Linked DNA regions of Gossypium hirsutum: region 2 is linked to region 1. The links are chromatin contacts, called in public Hi-C maps. All regions are on one chromosome and are shown on one strand. The core of a region is the stretch at or near the end of the contact, and the rest is flanking DNA. Distances in the headings are between cores, read along the strand shown. Region 1 holds the start of LOC107899994. Region 2 holds the start of LOC107901321 (TBC1 domain family member 17).

Evidence for each region. Hi-C and Micro-C count contacts between places; a contact is called where the count stands out from the background.
Region 2: a Hi-C map of leaf shows a contact between it and region 1, with 2.1 times the contacts expected there. The contact joins the promoter of LOC107901321 here to the promoter of LOC107899994 in region 1. A contact is called at or near these places in 5 of 34 Hi-C or Micro-C datasets (hypocotyl, leaf, petal and 1 more).

Annotation. Positions count from the first base shown.
Region 1 is chrD06:8,192,670-8,195,383 of Gossypium_hirsutum_v2.1, reverse strand. It overlaps LOC107899994, which reads right to left and starts at 1,268. Exons shown (of 5, transcript XM_016825725.2): 1 at 735-1,268. The coding sequence starts at 865.
Region 2 is chrD06:8,423,939-8,426,638 of Gossypium_hirsutum_v2.1, reverse strand. LOC107901321 (TBC1 domain family member 17) reads right to left here and starts at 1,351. Exons shown (of 15, transcript XM_016827269.2): 1 at 1,090-1,351; 2 at 727-900; 3 at 291-342; 4 at 66-173. The coding sequence starts at 1,152.

The sequences.
Region 1 (2,714 bases), core at 19-2,518:
CCAAGGTTTAGACCACAATTCCTGGGTCACTTAATTTAATGTATGTCAGTTAATTTGCTCATTCAAGTTTTCAATATGCACTGAATAGAGTTGATGATCGTCTATTGCCGGCTTTAAACAAAGGTCTATGTTGGTTATTGGACCAAAATCCATTTCAGTTTCATGTCCATATCTAGGTGAGCAGTAATGATGTGAGATTGCCAATGAAAATTCTACTGGAATTGTTAAATGATCTCATTCCCCTGTCCAAATTTAGCATTGCAAGCATCAACACATCTCTTATTAATTTGATTAATTGTTGTTCTGTTTTTACTTTAGGTAGTCAATCAGAAATTCTTGAAACAAAGTTCTCTTTGACTACTGTACTATAAGCCATTTTATACAAAGAGAAATCAGCAGGTGATACACCAATTATTTGGTCCCAAGTTGCCATTTTTCTTGAGCTGACTTGTTCTATCAGTGACATATTTGATTTCTTACAACCTAATAAAATATGATAAAAGTTTTTAGTTGATGGCTTTGCAAATATAAAATTCAAATTATCTTTTCCAAATAATTCTTGAACCAGAACTTTTAACTATTTAAGAGCAATTACATGCAAAACAAAACCCATATAATTTCATCTTCATTGAATGAAAAATCATGAACAAAAGGACTGAATATCTCTGATACTAAAACAGAATTGTTCTCGGAAGAGAAAAATGACAAGTATAAAAAAGAAATAGCTGAATAACCTTTTGAAGAAGGCAACGACCGACACAGTTACAGAAGAATTAAGCTTAAGGGAGCCATCCCAGAATTTCTCAGCAACTGTAGGCCGAGACAACTTCAAATTCCCAGAACCAGATCCTTCCTTTTCCCCCATTTCTACTGCTACGAAGATAACATCTACTGTCTAAAACAAAATTCAAGTAGACTGACTGGTTGGTTTCAAACCGGGAACTTATGACTACAATTGCACTTGATTTTCCATACTTCTCGAAGCCCGTTGAGCCGATTTATCCCCTAATCCATAATTTGGAGTGATTCCCAGATTTCCAATATTCACACACTGTTTCTGTTCAGTGACAACAAATTCATACAAGAGAAAGAAACGGATTTTATCCGAACAAATGACCGAGAAAATGAAAGAGGATGGTTCAATTTTTCAATAAAAAAGGAACTGAGGAACATGTGAAGTTGAACAGTGCGCTTAGTGTGGTTTGAATTGGATTTGATCAATGATTTTTTATCCCTACAGATTAGGGTTTGAAAAAGGAATGTTAAGGTTACCGCCTTGCTCACCAAATGTCTAAAGCGCAGTAACGTAACGCAAACACGTATGATACATTATTACATTGGGCAAACTGCACAAATAATCACCCAATTATTAACTTGTTTCTGTTTTGGTCACTCAGATCCAAAAAAATTAATTTCAGTTACCCCTGAGTTAAATCATTAACAAATGATTTTTTTTGGAATAAATAATAAATTTAATCCTTTAAATTTACAGATTCTATCAATTTGATCCTACTTTTAAAAATTTAACCCTTAACTTCACACCTTTTGTCGATGTAATATTGATTATAAAAATTCAAAATTCAAAATTTAAAATTATAACCTTAAAAAAATTTAAAAAGATATATAAATCTTCATTTTTTTAAAATACAATATTTTATAAAATTACATGAAAAATTATAAAAAAATTATACAAATACATACAAATTATAAAAAAAATATTTATAAATAAATGAATACCCATTTCCAGGGTAAACTATAGAATTAGTCACGCAACTATTAGCGTGTTTCTATTTTGGCCACCTAATTATAAAATTTCACAATTTAGTCACTAACGTTTCAGGTCGTTTCTATTTTGGTCACTCTTAGTCTTCAATACTTACACATTCTATCAATTTGATCCTCAAACACATATAATTAAATATAAATAATATTATATATGTTTATGTTTAATTGTAATTATAAGGCACTAATATGAATTTAGCCCTCAAACTTGACACCTTCTCCCAAGTTGGTACTTATGATTTTTTTGGTCCCAAGTTGGTATCCAAATTTTCTTTCCATCAAGGGTTTTGGTAGTTTTTTATAACGGTGTTAAATATAGGATACTTGACACTCTTAAGTTGTGACACATGGCACTGATGATGTCATATTTTATTTTTTAAAATATTTAAAAATTTAAAAGAAATTATATAAAAATAATATAATTTTTTAAAATATAAAAATTATAAAATTATGTCTCTACAAAATTAAAAATATTACAAAAATAAAAAAATCTAAAATTCAAGTTAGAAAAATTGAAAGCACAAAAAATTCACATCTTACTCTAAATAAATTGCAAACAAATTAAATGAAGATAAATTTTACGCTAAGAGATGAGTGCATATTGTTACATGATTTTTCAAATTGACAAGAATGCAAAAGATGATGATTTGAAAAAGGTTTATAGGAAGTTTTTTTTATTTGTTAATTATTGGTTAGACTATATAGGAAATTTTGAGTTCCTTTGTTGAGAATACCATTAGCACGATCATGAATGAAGTTTATAAAAATCACAAATTTACTGAGTTTTTAGGTTTATCAAAGTCATTAATTTACATATAAGTTTATCAAGATTTAATCATATGTGCTTAAATATAATTATAATTATATTTAATTATATGTGTTTGAGGATCGAATTGATTTGGCATTGACATAGCAGCTCATGTGACATTTTA
Region 2 (2,700 bases), core at 102-2,601, 230 kb before region 1:
AGGATGAAAATTCGCTTGAAGACAATCGAACATCGTAAAAGCAGTACAGTCTGAAGTTTCCTTACCAAATGACAGAACAACAATAATGTACTGCCACCCAAGAACTGGAGTGTGTCTCTGGATGGATCTGACATCAGCAAATGGCACTGCCCTAATGGTATAAAGATTCCTATCTGCATAATAAAAGCATGCATGCAAGAAAAGTTTCAGCAAATCATATAATCTATACATGCCTTATGAATTGATAAGTACATAAAATACATTCAAATCACAAGTCTGAAGCTGAAAACCTTTCTCAGATAGTCTTGCATTTGTACTTTGTCCTTTGTATGGAATCCATGTCTACAATCAAATGCAATAATAGAACATTTATTTCATGCGTAGATAACACAAACAAAAATTATATTTGCCACAATACTTTTGTACATCCTATTTGCCTCCCTTGACTTTTATCCTATCCATGAACTAACTGGCACAAATTAGGTAATAAAGGATCGTATGAAACACTTCATAATATATACTTTCCACTCAAACCATGTCACATAATCAGGTTTTCTTTTTTTTTCTGTTTTTTTTGGGGGGGGGGTCTAATAGTTAAATGGTAAAAAATTATTTCAGCAATTCATTAATGATTACATAAATAGTTGATTTTTTTTCTTTAATTCTGATAACCAGGTAAGGCTAACAGCAACTATACATATATGTAAACAAAGTGCAACTAATTACCATGAAGAGAGAAGAGCCTTGCTTAATTAACTTCAATCTTCCACTAATCCGTTCAGAGGCCAACTGAGTAGGATGAATTGTAACATTATCCTTCAAATAAACAATCTGGGCTCCCTCGGGTTCACTTGACGAGCTTTTTTTCCCACTGTCGCACCGCATTATACTCGCTGATCCCTAAAAAGATAAAGAAAATAAAAGAAGAAAGAGGGAATTAAATTCAAGGAATCTGATACAAATAACAAATAATTAGGAGAGGGAATCGAGCAGAAAGAATGATTAAAAGCAATTCAATTAAAGAAAACTTAGGGGAAGAAAAGGGAATAAAAGGAAAAACATAGAAAGCGATATTCATTTTTTGCTTACTTGTTGTTGAGACGCTGCGTAATCGGCATCGTCTGATAAATCGTGAAGCTCTGCTTCTTGCATCGTTTAGGGATTTTCTTTTTCGATTTAATAGTGATTTTTAGAGGTTTTATTAGTTTCTTTCTCTTAGTTTACCTTCGAGACGAAGAAAAGGGGAAGGAGACGAGAGTGGGAAAGAGTAGGAAGAAACTAGAAAAAAGGAAGTCGTGGTGGGACCCGTGTGAACCTGATTTCTGTACCCGATCCTTTGTGGATAGTTTTGACATCATTTTTGGATTTTCTTTTAAATCCATACATATATACTCTTATTTTTGACCTTTTCCTGTCGCATAGATTTACATTCTTATCTCAATTGGTAGTTAAAAATCCAAATTGATTTAAGGACAAACAAACCTTTAACTTTTACTTTTCCAATTTTAGTGATTTTTAAGGAAATCGGTCATAGTTAGAGAAAGGAATAGAAAATGCCTCTAGCAATACACGTTTTATACTATGGTGGCTAAAAGTGTGCCTTGCTAGACGTGTTTTTTATTTCTCTCTCTTAAATTGTATATGTGTTGGAAAGTTGGGGGTGAGATTTATTTGTGTTTATATTTGAAGTAGACATTATGATATTTCTAAGGTATATTTGAGTTCACGATGATATGATAGAGATCGGAGACCCACACATTTCATCTGTCATGTCGGGATGGAACCATTACCTTAGAAGCCCATCACATTGCAAATCAAGCTCCGAGTTCACGATGTTTATAGGGTCACGTGTTGAAATTAACTAGGGCTTCTAGTTGACGATGGTTCTGCGGTCACGGATTAGAGTATAACTCGAGTGCCCATTTGGCAGTGGTTATGCAGTCACGGGTTAGAGTATAACTCAAGAGCCCAGTTGACAGTGGTTATGTGGTCACGTGTTCAAGTTTCATAATACCGGAAGAGAATACTTTATAAACTCCATACATAAAGTTGAGACAATAATAATAAGGAAAAATTATGGGGTTTTCCAGTATAACCAATTTAATATTTTTCTTCATCTCCACAAAAAATAGTATCCTTAACCTCCCTATTGTCCGAAACCTACGACAAAGTTGGATGCAAGAGAACTCTTAGGAGGCGAGCGATGGTGGCGGTGGAAAGAAGCTAAAACTTGAGTCGAGGTGGCAACAGTTGTAGTTATTAATAAGTTATTTAATCACAACAATAGCTATCGACCCGAAAGGACCTTCAACTTTTCTCATCTGCTACAGTCACTCCCCCTTGAGGGTCCTTTTGCATCCAACTCGATCACCAATTTCGGATAAAAGAGAGGTTGACGATATTGTCTTTGTTGGAGATGGAGAAAAAGAATAAGTTAATCATACTGAAAAGCTCCTTAGTTTTCCCTATGATTATGATCTCAAACTTATTTACCGGGTTTATAAAGGATCCTTTTCGAGTATCACGAAACTCGAACCGTGATCGTAAAACCACTATCAATTGGATCTCAAGTTATACTCCAACCCTTGACTGCATAACCACTATCAACTAAGAGCCTTAATTATACTTCAACTTGTGACTGTATAAACCACAATGAATTGGGAGCCTGAGTTGCAATGTGATAGGCTTCTAAGGCGATGG